2 separate regions of the Mus musculus genome follow, and region 2 is linked to region 1. A link is a contact called in public promoter capture Hi-C data. All regions are on one chromosome and are shown on one strand. The core of a region is the stretch at or near the end of the contact, and the rest is flanking DNA. Distances in the headings are between cores, read along the strand shown. Region 1 holds the start of 3110083C13Rik (RIKEN cDNA 3110083C13 gene). Region 2 holds the start of Atp8a2 (ATPase, aminophospholipid transporter-like, class I, type 8A, member 2).

Region 1 (7,009 bases), core at 1,357-3,856:
AGATATTCCAATTACCTACACTCTCTTTCTGCCAAATGACTCCCAAGCAGCTCCAGGATGACCATTTATTTCTCATCCCTTCAGGAAACCAGGAGTGTGTTGGGTGCTCTTCTAGGACCCTTCAACGGCAGCCAGCATTACAATATTGGATTAAAATTGCCCTCTGCTGTTAGACTTAAGTAAGCTGCCTTTCTAACACTCCTTGTGCATGCCTTGGTACACAGGACTTCAATAGTTATGATGGAAAGATGGGTTACAACCTGCCAGCTGCTTTATAATCTGGATGTCTACTGCTGACCCACACAAACCACCACAGGGGGAAAAAGAAAAGAGCAGGGCACCATTAACACAAGCTCTCCATTTTTATTGGAAAAGTCATTTTGTGTGATGAATGAAAATGAAAGCTAGTCTCATTATTATACTAGATCCACATATATGCAGTAAATAAACATAAAAGAAAGCTGTATGCACTCATGTGACCAAACGGTGTCCAAGGATTAATAGGTGCCCCTTTTAGGAAAATACATTCAAATTACTGCCCTAGAGGGGGAGATTTCAAAACACAGTAATGCTGACTGCAGTAGTTCTCAGCCACTGTAGAGGAAGGGATGCTCACTGTAGGAGTGAAAGTAGAAAAGCCGGGGTTTCAATTAGTCCAAAGAGCAGACCAAGCCGACTTGTGTCAACAGAACTTAGAAAACAATTGATAATGAGTTTGGGTTTCTTTAGTTAGGTGGAAGGTTAAAAAGAAAATGAGCAGGCTAAGTGAGGAAACGCTCAAAATACCACATTGGTGTGAATGATAAGCTGAAGTTACTAATTTAAAGGGAAACAGGCTAGAAGGGAGCCAGAACACAAAGGAAACCAGAGAAAAATCTTAGAACTCAAAGGAGGTGAAATCAGCTTATAAACTGTGGAGGGAATGTGGGTGGGAATTAAATTTGGTTCCTAGATAGTGAGTGAGTCACTGGCTGAAGTTTTTTGAGTTAATAACAAGTCATGGATTGTGACTAAGGTGGCTCTATATTACAAAAATTTAAATGTGGGGGGCTGGGATGTAGTTCAGTAGTAGAACACTTGCCTACTATATTGGAAACTCAACACCAGCAAAAAACAAAACAAAACAAAACAAAACATGAGTTTATTATCCTAGGCACTAGTAGTTTTGGATGTTAAAGTAAATACCACAGGGGGACTAACCTAAGGTTCTGGATAGGATGGAATTGAATATGCAAACAGAAAAACCAATAATGAACAATAAATTTGGTTGACATAGAATGAACAAAAATGTTGGGGCTGGAGAGATGGCTCAGTGGTTAAGGGCTCTTGCTGCTCTTATAGAGGGCCCAGGTTCAGTTCCCAGCACTCTTGTGGTCCCTTAGGATCACCTGTAACTCTAGTTCTAGGGGCCCAATGCAAGCTTATGGCATTTGGGCATCAGGTCTGCATTCAGTGTACACACATACACGCAGGCAAAACACTCATACATATAAAATGAAAACAAATCACAGAAAACATTAAAAAGTAGTCTATAATGCTTGTGTAGCTTTTTCCACCTCTGATGTGGTGTGAGGTTGGAGTCAATGTTTGTATAAACTGTTCAATAATCAAACAGTTACCAACCTTTAATCTGTAAGGTATGCTTTTCTTTTTGTTGTATTTTAATGCTTGAGTTTTCCCACTAGAACTAGGTAACAGAAACCTAGCAAATAAGGAAAATAAAAAACTGCTTTTAATTTTAAAAACCCTAAAACCCAAAACACTGAAATGCCTCTCTCTATAAAAATCTTAGAGAGTACATTCAAACTTTCCAAGGTTTTACAAGACCGGGTTCATCTTGAAGTAGGGTACTTAACATTTGCATCCTGACAGCTCAGGTTTAGGAAAACTTGTTTTGCCGCGTAGGCGGGGTCCACTAAAACATTACGGTTTCGACTTATGTAACAGCTGTCATTGGAATTGATAAAATCTGCAACTATCAGCTGTTTAACTTTTAGAGTTGATATTCTCTAGACTGGGGGGGTGTGTGGCTCACACAGTAGGTCGACGCCACCCTTTTCAACAAAGAAGCGACCAGGGAACTCTTTAACGATGCAGGCTAACTAAGGGGTGCCCAGCCCCCGCAAACGTCAAGGACCCTTCTCCATCCACCAGGTGGGCAGAGGCGTGCCCCAGCCACGCCCACACGCATCCCGGGCGGGGCCTCCCGCCGCCTCCTCCCGGAACCCCCCAGGCCCTCCAGGCTCGTGCCAGGCGCCTAGGGTCTCCTGTGCCTCCGCCCCCCTCCCAGGGGTGCCTGAGGGCGGGGCCGGGCTGAGCCGTACCTGCGCCGACACCGTTCGGGAGCCCTCGCGCGCGGCTGCTTTCACGCGGCCGTGATGCCATGCCGCTCCTGCGCCTGCCAGGGCTACCCCGGCCACAGCCGCTGCGAGAGGGCCGCGAGTCGGCACAGCTCGTCGGCCGGCCGCGAGCCCGCGCCGCAGCCTTCCGCCCCAGGCCGCCAGCCAAGCGCTTCTTCCCGCAGCCGCCGCCATCTTTGCGGAAGCGCCCGAGCGTCGCGCCCCGCCCTCACCGTCTGTTGCCCGAGAACAGAGTTGGGCTCTCGCGAGAGCTCATCACCCTCCACCGTGCTCTGCGCGTGTGTTGCTAGGTGTGGCTGCTTCCTCGACGTTCAAGCGTGGTTTTGAGGTGACCCTCGGCTCCGGTGACAGTTTCCAAGGCAAAGGACATGAGTTAGCTGGTTAACTGTCCTAACAGGTCAGGTCACCACTGTGGGCCAAGAAGGGGCTGCAGGGATGGCTCAGGGGTGAAGGGTGCTTGCTGCCCTTCCAGAGCACCACAGCTGGATTCCGGAGACTTAAGGCCACAGATAAGTCCAGCTCCAGGGCATCCAGCGCCCCCTTCTGGTCTCTACCCCCCCCCCCCCATGAAATTAGACTAAAGGAAGGGTAATAGATTCTGGGTGGAATATATTGGACAAACTAGATTAAGAATAGGGACTAAGAAGGGTGTTGATGATAAATGCGGAATCAAATTAGATTTAGCATGGTTTTTCAGTCGATAGACTTAAACATAGCATCTTTAGCTCTCTCGGGAAAGCCTATGTCAGTCGTAAGTGGGCACATTTAGAGCTGGAGAGGGAAACACTTCTAACAGTAAGCGGCAGAGGGTGCTGGGTATAACCACTGTGGGTGTTGATGCAACAGTAGAATTTCATCCTCAAAGAGGCTAGGGTAAGGGGCTGAAAATATTGACGATATTATATTTGCCCCAAATGTCACATGTCTGATTATAGTGAGTCACTTGAGACAGTTGGTTCAGTGGATAAAGGCACTTCATGCCAAGCCTGCCTACCTGAGTTAGAAGTCAGAGAAGAGAGTCCTATAAGTTGTTTTCTGACCTCTGGTCTGCGCAGTGAGTTCCAGGCCACCCATAACTACATAGTGAAATCCTGTGTCAAAAGGAAAAAAGGAAAGAATATGTGTACATGCTCACCCTTACAGATCTCCGTTTTTTATAGCTAAATGCCCTTTATATTTATTTATCAAGACTCATTTTTTATGTGTATGCCTCTGTGTATTTATGCCACATATGGGTGGGTGCCCCCAGAGTCCAGAAGAGGGTGTTGTAGCTGGAGATAGAGGCAGTTGTGATCAGCCTGATATGGGTGCTGAGAATGGACCTCTGGTGCTCTGGTAGAGCAGAGAACACTCTTAACTGATGAGCTGTCTACTCAGCCCCTAAAATTTGGTGTTTGAATGAAGTAAAATGTACAGGACGTTAGCATTTTGACAACATTTGCATGTACAGGTCAGTGCTGTCAGGCCCTATGCATGGCATTTAGCAACAGCCATTATTTTTCTTTGGATTTTTTTTTTTTTTTTGTAATCTTTCAAAGCTGGCCAACACTTTTCAAGGGCCTATCTCTGTTTGTCTGCTCCTCCCGAGCGCCTGGTCTTTCATTTCTGTTAAACAATATCTGATCCAGACTTCTGACAATGATTTTCTTCAGATCTCCCAGACAAAGCCACTGTATTGTAAACAGTTGCTATTTATTGTATGTTTCCTTTACATTTTGTTCTTACAAAATATTGACTCGTAGCTGTGATCCCACATGGGACTAACAGTAGGTGCACACCTGCTCCATGCCCCTGTCACCAGCCCCCTCTTCCCTCCCCCGCTCATCTTCTCTATGGCAGATGTGGAACACGACCTCAGGGCTGGATGTTCTTTTGGTGGTAGAAAGGATTTCATCCTGGCAGAAAGCTTGGCTTCTGTAGCCTGGGGTCCTCAATTCTTCCTTACCGCTACTGAGTAAACTTAACCTTCCCCTTGTTCAACCTCTGACCTGGCCTCAGACTTAGAACCTTTACTTGGGTGTGTATCAGTTTGATGCCCATGTCAGAGGTGCCAGAACTCCTGATGTACAACAATGGCCATTTCGATGGGTTAACGAAATAAAAATAAAGAAATAGTGAAAGCTGCCATACCAAGTCTAATTTGAGAAGTTAGAGGAAGCCACCTGGATTGTTATTATCCTTTCTTAGTCTGTGCTTGCTCCACCCCAGCCAGTATGTTCTAACGTGAAGTCAGAACTTTCTCACTTTGTCCCAGGTGCCAAAACCTTTCCACCGTGCCTTCCTAGCAGGGAAGTAAGCAGACTTACTGTGCATAGACCTCTCAGCCAGGCCTTACTGTTTGTGTTCCGGCCCTGCCACTGACATCACTGTGATTTAGGGCACCGAGGCTCAGTTTCCCATCTGTAAACAGCCCTCTCAATTTCAGATGGGAAATGAAATGGGATAACTTAGAGGAAGTGATTAGCCAAATGCCTGGCACATGGTGCACTCTCGACAGATGGGAATTCATCTTCCTTAAGATTTGGCTTTCTCCTGCTCCATCATCACAAATGAGCTTGACTACATGCCCATGATCCCAGATCACTAACCCATGTTAATCCGCCCAGACTTCCTGCCTTTTTGTATCTCACCTGATGTGTTTCTGCAGGCTTATTCGCACGGCTGCTAGATTTACTGGATCTTGACATGCATACTGTTGTTCTGGATTGCTGATGTGTGGTTGGTTTCTGACTCTTACGTGTTGAGACACAGTGGATATCTTATCTTATAGCTTAGTCTCACTTTCCAGAAGCGTCTTCTTTATCTGCTTCAAGCTGTCTAATTTGCATAGTTCCACCACCTACTTATTGGAGTCCATATCTACTACTCTGTCATGGCCCCAAGTCCGAGATAGGTGCATACTCCTGTTACATCACTCAACATATTTAAAACATCCTTCCCCCCACAGTTTGACATCCTCATAGTCGAGAATGTCTTTTGTTTTTCTGGCACCTAACAGTGTCCAGCACACACTAGACATTCAGTTAACATATGTGGATAAATGAGTGGGTATGAAAACCACTGGTGAGATGTTGGGGAAATCATTTCTCAGTCTGGGGAGACATGCAGACAGTCTATTGCTCTTTTGCTCTAATTATTTTTTCAAAACAAAAGCCTGGTTAGATTTGCAGATTTTACTTTAAGGTGGAAATCTTTGACCTTACTTGGAAAACTGCTTTGTAATTAATTTGTTTTCATGTTCCAGGTCCAGCTCCCTAAAGCTTCTAGTTAAGAATTAATGGATTCAAACTTTACTTTTGCAGAGGAAACCAAGTCTTTTAATAGACCCGATCTCTAGCCAGCTAACCATTCTAAGTATGAACTGTCCCTGGCAGCTGCTGACTATATTGGTCTTTTGGGGCCCTGGCTTTGTTCATTTCTTCATCCCCAGCTATAGAAAAAGCCCTGAGCTGGGGTGTATTTTCAACCCTGCAGTTTATAAACCAGTCCCCAAATAAGGAACTGCTGCTGCTTCAGCTGTAACACCCAGTCTGTTTTAAAATGATAATTGGAGAGAAACAGAATGGTACCATGGATGGTTTGAAAATATTGTTCTCAACTCACTCACTCGGGGCTCTTTCTCTGGGGAAGGGACAAAAGTGATATGGCAGAAAAGACTATCACGGGTACGCTTTGCTCCTGCCACTGGCAAGGCTAGGCAGATTCTACAATAGTGCCAGATGGCCCTTTACCATTGGGCTGCATGCAGAGGAAGGGTGAGGGGTAAAATGTAAGGTGACTACATAGAGTGTATGTTTATGAGGCTTGCAGTAGAAGGGCTGGGTTGGAGTTGACCTAAGTGGGTGGGGTGGGATGGACAGGATGCAACAGTTTCCACAGTGTGTACATTCATGTGCTACTTAAAAATTCCACAGATCTGACTGAGGACTGGAGAGAGAGCTAAGTGATGAAGAGCACTGGACACTTTTGCAAAGGACCTGGGTTCAATTTGCAGCACCTGCATGATGGCTCACACAATTCTATCATGGCAGTCCTTCTGACCTCTGCAGGCACAGCATACATGTGGTACCCAGACATACATACAAGCAAAACACCCATAAGCAAAAATACACCCCCAAGTTAAAAATATGACACATTCCTAAAGGCAGTTCCACTGTCTGAGTCTCCTGAATACTGGCAGTACAGACTTGTGCCACCATGCTCAATGCCATTACCAGCTTAAATGACCATGGCTGTACATGTGGCCTCTGAAGTCCGAAGTGTTTTCCTGCTGCACATGGCCCTCTTGGAAAGAGTTGTCAGCCCTCTTGACCGTGAGCACCTCGGACTGTGGCCTTGTGTCCTCTCACAGCCCTGAGGCTGACCTCTGCAGCGCACACTTTTCACCCCATGCCTGTCTGCTGCCTGCCCAGGCCACATTGACTTTTCTCACCAGTGACTTTCTGTAAATTATCTTCCTAACTCCTGACAGCTGGTAATGTAACTTCCTATGAATTGCTGGTCCTGAACAGAGAAACCAACCAGTTCTAACTGAGGAGGGCATTGTACTTGTGTAACATCTTACAAGAAACTATGAAGTCAAGTGTTGCTTTGATCTTAGCATGCTCGGGATGAATAAAGATTATGATCGGATTCTGCAAGACTGTTTA
Region 2 (6,615 bases), core at 3,776-6,275, 2.1 Mb after region 1:
CACTGAGCCATCCTTCCATCCTCACATCACTCAGCGAGCACTGCACTACGTGAGTCATAGCCCTCTGCCCTGGCTATTTATTTTTGAGATGCCTCTGTAGCCCAAACTGGCCTCTATCTGTTGCATACCTGAGGATGACCGTGAACTTTCGCTCCTTCTATCTCCGTCCCGAGTGCTGAGAAAACAGTCATGCACTACCAGGCCAGGCCTATTCCGTGCCAAAGAGTGAGCCTTTGTGCCCGCTTGGCAAACTCTACAAGAATCTACATTCCTAAGTCCCTTAAACAATCAACAAAAACTTAAGATTTTGGTGGTACTACTTTGCTAAATGATAAGCAGATTTAACAGAAACCAGATTCTGACTAAATTCTGTAGCTTAAAAGATTTAGAAAATTCCTCATCTTCAGCACCGTATACACCGTGTACACTCATATCTGCAGCACACTCCATTGGCTTCAGCACCATATACACTCATATCTGCAGCACAGCTCACAAACAAGTGAACTACTAAAGAGTAGTGTGTTCTCTCCATCCTGGTTCTCTCCAGGACACTTGGGTCCCAGCACGTACGTTAAACATCCCTTACCAAGGTGACTGAGACAAGAACGGCTTCTGATCTTGCTCTCTCGCTAGCTTTCTTCCCTGTCTTATCTCTCTTAGATTCTGCACTATCTACATAGACACAATGAGACTGAGTCCAAACCCAGTATCCACATACGTCACATGTATTAGCCTGACAGTAACTTTCCTGGATGTTTTTGATGTGCCTGTGTTTTGATGGTGACCCACCACATGAGGTTACATATGGAATCTTTCACTTCTGATATCATGTTGATTCCCAGGAAGTTTCAGATTTTTGAGGGCTTTTTTTTTCTCACTACAAAGATCAGGGCTGGCGTGGAACTCACAGAGATCTACCTGCTTCTGCCTCCCAAGAGCTGAGATTAAAGGAGTGTGCCACAATACCAAGTTTTACTCTTAATGTCTTAACAATGAAGAAGGCGATTGTCCTCTTAGATAAGAACCAGTGCCTAGGAGAAATATGCTGCTTCAAAACCTATCGCCATGGCGATAAAGCTAATTCACTGGCTTCCCAGCAGAAATGTCAGCGAGCACAGTGCATACAGCAGGTTACTCAGTGTTAGATCCAAGACCAATGTTTGGAGAGATTTGCACACACATGACACAGCTCTCGGAACTAAATTCCGATTGCCCAGATTTAGAATCCCCACGTAGAGCATTCTGTACATGCAGGGCCAAGCAGAAATGACTGCTCACTCACGGCCAAGCCTCTTCCTCAAGTCACGTCAGTTCCCTGCCATAGTATACCACATAATCTTTTACATACTTTCCCAGATGCTCAGCAGCCCCTTTCCCCACTGTCAAACACCAAGCGCCTGCAAAAGCAAGTACAGAATAATTGTCAGGGCCCCGAGAGTCCCAGCCACAAAGGGCCTGAACAACCGTAAGCTAGAGAGGACAGACTTCAAGACAACCCTGTCAGTGGACCATCAGGCTCCTCAGCTGTCCCCTCAGACCCTTTCTTTCCAAAAAGCTTAATTTAGAAACAACACACCTGGGGCTGTAGCATGTACTTAAGAGTGTGTAAGGCAGGCTCCATCCCCAGCCCCAGAGGGAGAGTGGCAGTCTGAGGACACCCATGTTCCTGATGATGAGAAAAACATCCTTTTTACATGGAAAATTATATTAAGAAAAAAATTCTCTAGTGATTTCCTTTTATGAAAGCCTTCCCTTCAATAGCTTAGCTTTAAAGAGAAATCCATGTTTTGTAAACTTGACTTCAGCACTACTAAAGTGCTCCAGTCCCGTGGCTCAGTGCTTTGTAAAAGCCCTAAACTCTAATGTCAAGAAGCTTTGTAATCAGTTCCTAATGAACTGCAAGTCATTGGCAACCATTAGTGATTCCCATTAATACTCAGCAGAATTGGAACATATATTCCAAGGTGATCTCACAGAAGCTCCAGGACCACACTGCAAAGTTCTTAGTCTATATCTGGTGCTTTTTGAAAAGTTCTTACAGGATAAACCATAAAGTAAGAAAGAAATTGTCATTTTAATACTTAGTATGATGTAAATGAATCCATATAGCAATACAACGGTAGTAAGCCTGCTTTATTTCTAGCCAATCCAATACACATACACATACTTATTCCAAACCCTTCTCCCAAGAAAGTATAAATGAAACTATATTTTCACGTAACCAGTTGGAATTCCTCTCAGGATAAAACTAGCTCTAATACAGACAGGTATGGAGGCCCCGTTACTCTTAAATGTCTGCCTCCTGTCCTAGTTTTCCTTCCATTGCTATGATAAGCACACAACCACAACAACGTGGGGGCAAAGGGTTTATTTACCTCAGCCTATTTGTTGAGGCCATCACAGGGCAGGGCAGGAACTCAAGGCAGGAACCTGGGGGCAGGAACTGAAGCAGAGGCCAGGGACAAGTGCTGTTTACTGGCTTGCTATCTGTGGCTCATCAACCTGCTTTGTTATACACCCAAGGACCACCTGACCAGAGATGCCACTATCCACAGTGTGCTGGGCTCACCTACAGGAATCATGTACTAGGAAGATGACCCCCCACCCCTGTCTTGGCTCCAGATCCATCTAATGGAGGCATTTTCTAACTGAGGTTCCTCTTGCTGTGTGTTTCCTATGCAAATGAGAGTCTGTATTTTATTAGAACTGTTTCAAACCTTCACAGAGATACTGAAATTGGCGGAACCAAGCAAAAATACCTTTTGAAAAGCACTGAAGTTTATTTAAAAAAATGACACTCCAATCCTATCTCCTTACATAATATTTAACTTCTTTAAAAAATGACCTGAGTGTTTTTGCAAGGAATTCAATAGTAGTATGAAAGGTGAGGAGACATAGAACTACATGGCCAATGCTGGGCTCCAGACAGCTTTTCGTGTATTCAGAGTAATAGCCATCATCCTATCATTCTCTAACTCCCACACCTTCACCTTCCTTCTCCAGGCCCAGAAACCACTAATGTGTCAAGAAACACTTCTCTCTTTGGGGCATATCACATATATCATTTCATATGACTTTTTACGACTTGCTCTTTCATTGACTACTTTGAAGGTTCATCCACATCATAATATTTTATAGCTAGAGTCATCTGAGTGAATCCCTCAGTGCATGCATGTTTTGGCCACCATGAGTTATGCTGCTATGAACATCTGTGTACACATGTTCGTGAGGACCTCTGTTTTCATGTGTGCTGGCTATGTATACCTAGCATTGGAATTATCCGATCCTATGGTAACTTTACCTTGATCCTTTTGGAGGCAGGCCAAACTGCTTTCCAAAGCAGCAGCCCTATGTGTCATTCCTATTGGCCAAATGTATGAGGCTCCAATTTCTCTAAGGCTTTTACAGATTTCACTATCTGTCTCTTTTTTAATTAGTCGCGCTAGTTTGTTAAGCTCTAATGTTCTGTTTGTAATGTCCCACATCTCAAAACAAGCCTATTTATTCAGGAATGAAGTCTCAGATATTCTAACATTTACTTTTTAAATTTAAAATGTGTTCAAAAGTCGTTCTTGAAACACAAAATAAAGTCACACAAATCTAACACTCCCTTAATAAAGGTACCATCTATATACATACATACATACATATGTGCACATATACATTGTTATTCTCTCCCAAATCCTATCAAGCTATAGAAATGACCAACCAGACCTTGCTGCCAGTGTGGCATTACCAAGGTACTGTAATAGTTAAATATCTAACCACAAAGTTTTAGCCGAAGCAAAAAACAAACATACAAACAAACAAACAACCTGGAAATCCAGACCTGAGTAGGATGTTCTAAGCAGCACACTAAACTATCCTCAGAAATCACTCACAGACATGAAGTTGGTCAAAGCTCAAAAGTTTAATGGTGGCTCAAAGTGTGCTAACACTGAGCTAAGAAACAAGCTTTGCACAGCAGCAAGAATTTGCTTGCTAGTCAGATAAGTGGGTTTGATTTCTAGCTTTCCCATTTAGTAGCTATTAATATATGAGCGTAGTACAAGATTTCACATCTCTCCACTCCAGTTTCCTGATCTGGAGGCAATGATTTGCTCCATGAGACACTGGAGATGCGCAGCTAAGGCGCCTAACACAGTGGCCAGCTGACAGAAAGCAGACACAAAAATGCTACCCTCCATTCATATTTCTGCTGACTCTGGGCAAGACTTCCTAGCAAATGAGAAGACCCTTAGCAAATGCAGTGGATCACTGGGAAATAAATGTGAGTCCCTGTAGCCTGTGAGACTCACATTCATTCCCTTATAAAGCACTTCCCCACAGATGTTCTGCAAACTACTCAAGAGAGCTGTGACAAAGAGAACCATCATTGAGGTTTCAGGGAGACTATGGAGATTCTTGGAAGGCAGTAAGGGGTGAGAGGACACCTTCACTTTTATCGGTGGCATTAGAAGAACTTCCATAAGGCCCACAGATTGGCTGGGCACAGCTCTGCATAGGAGAAGGCAGCATCTGTGTTCACATGGCCCACTGGGCGCTGGGTGTGGACCTCTGGGCTCAAAGTGGGTGCAGGAGGCAGAGATGCAAAGTGCTGGGGAAAGCAAGTGAACTGAGGGCCGCCCGGGTGATGGAAAAGCCATCCCGTGAATGTGAGCATTGAGCTTCACCCGGCTGCCTGTTCTCCTACCTGATCCGGTTGTCGCAGAATTTGTTGAGATGAGATTGGTTGAGGTAAATTATGCGGGCCGGTGCCTCTAGCTGGTCTCCAACAGACGTGGCCCGGGACATCTCATCCTCTGCCTTCTTGTAGCCCGCAGAAGAACGAACGGGTCCTGCAGAATCGAGGCGCGGGGAAAACAAAACACAAAGAAATCAGCCTCCAGGCCCGAGGCTGCGAGCAGGCTGCAAGCGGGGACCAGCCGCGAAGGATGCTCTGGAGAGACTGGGGCCGCCTATGCACCTAGCCTGCCCCTGGAGACTAGACCGTAGCCACAGCCGCCGCCGCAGCGGCAGGCCCCGCCCCACTCAGCCCCGCCCTGAACCTGTGAGGCCCCACCCCTTTGGGACTCGAGACGCCCCACCCCGACCTGTAAATAGGCTCCACCTCCTGGGCCCCGCCCCGCCGTGGACCTGTGAGGCCCCGCCCCTCCCCCCCCACCCCCCCTCCCCAAGCCTCATCCCAACCTGGATTCGTGGCGAAGGTTCCCAGGCTTCTCTAGCTCTGGATTTACCAGAGACCTCACGCTGCCCTGGACCTTCAGGAGGCCGGGTGGACCCAAGGTAACCCCATCTTGCCCGACCCCAGTGCTCCTGGGAGTCTGGCAGCCCAGAGCGAGATGGGGATGGAGCTGGCTGCACGGGTAGCTTGTGGTACCCGCGCTTGCCAGGTTGGCCCAGGGGCAATGGCAGGAGGGCTGCTTTAGTCTGCCTGAGATTGGAGAGGAGGCTAAGGGAGTCAGTAGCAAAGCCAGAAGACCTCCACTTAGCCGAGGCCACGCCTTGTCCTTGCACTCGGAACCTGGTTTTTCTAGAATCCTTTGACAATGTTTAGTCACAATGAGACAAACAACCCTAGCGAGATACCACAAGTGAAGTCATCACTGCTGAAAGTACTTCCACTGTGAAATCAGTCCCGCACCAGGTGGACAGAGCTTGTCTCCCACTGCGATCCTGCACGAGCTCTTCTGCTGGTGTCCATAAATAAGCCAGATCACCTCAAAAGAGCAACTTCATCTCCAGCTCTGGTCCAGCATGTGAGCTCCCAGTTCCTTCTTAAGTAGTTCCTGTGGCTCCTACACAAGCTTCCCTGCCTCCCAGTTCTATAAAACTGACAGCAAGCTTTATTTAGAAGCCTTTGAGCGGGCTTAACTCCCCAGCAGTTTTCTTAGGTGTATGCAGAAGTATATACTACACTGTGTGCTCACGTGTGTACACACACACACACACACAGAGAGAGAGAGAGAGAAGCTCAACCCAGCATCCCCTCTGGGAAAAGGCAGCCCACCTTGAGAAGTAACCTTTAGGGAGAATCAAAGCTCTGCAAGTGGAACCTTGTTTTCCTTAACTATTCATCCAACTAACGCTTCATCTTCTCTATCAAAAAGGTGTATACTACACACCATTTGCAAAACTTGAATCTTACGGGAGTCAACTCCCATTTGCTAGCTACAGATATATCTGTTTGCTGACATGAAGAAAATCTGGAAAACTACACTTGTGTTTCAATCATCTTAACTTGACTACAAGGATTGTAATCCCCAGCAGGAGAAAGCAGAATCTGAGAGGCGAACTGAGTATCTCAAGTGGACATACTATGCAGACCAGTGAAGAAGTAGTAAGCCTGGAGTCGGCCAGCATCCAGACCACACACCGGGGCCATGGTAACAAGCCAGATACAGTCCTTTTCTCTCCTCCTTCTTTTTTTTTAATACCTTTTATTAGGTATTTTCCTCATTTGCATTTCCAATGCTATCCCAAAAGTCCCCCATACCTTCCCACCCACTCCCCTACCCACCCACTCCCACTTTTTGGCCCTGGTGTTCCCCTGTACTGGGGCATATAAAGTTTGCAAGTCCAATGGGCCTCTCTTTCCAGTGATGGCTGACTAGG

The links. Promoter capture Hi-C pulls out the DNA fragments that hold promoters and counts their contacts.
Region 2: a promoter capture Hi-C map of stem cell-derived epiblast-like cells shows a contact between it and region 1, with 5 times the contacts expected there. The contact joins the promoter of Atp8a2 here to the promoter of 3110083C13Rik in region 1. A contact is called at or near these places in 2 of 39 promoter capture datasets (liver and stem cell-derived epiblast-like cells).

Annotation. Positions count from the first base shown.
Region 1 is chr14:57,996,706-58,003,714 of GRCm38.p6, forward strand. It overlaps 3110083C13Rik (RIKEN cDNA 3110083C13 gene), which reads left to right and starts at 2,607. Exons shown (of 2, transcript NR_166770.1): 1 at 2,607-2,757; 2 at 6,275-7,000. Micu2 (mitochondrial calcium uptake 2) reads right to left here and starts at 2,557. Exons shown (of 12, transcript NM_028643.3): 1 at 2,325-2,557. The coding sequence starts at 2,534.
Region 2 is chr14:60,081,889-60,088,503 of GRCm38.p6, forward strand. Atp8a2 (ATPase, aminophospholipid transporter-like, class I, type 8A, member 2) reads right to left here and starts at 5,026. Exons shown (of 36, transcript NM_015803.3): 1 at 4,694-5,026. The coding sequence starts at 4,794. It overlaps 4930563I02Rik (RIKEN cDNA 4930563I02 gene), which reads left to right and starts at 5,618. Exons shown (of 3, transcript NR_166718.1): 1 at 5,618-6,386.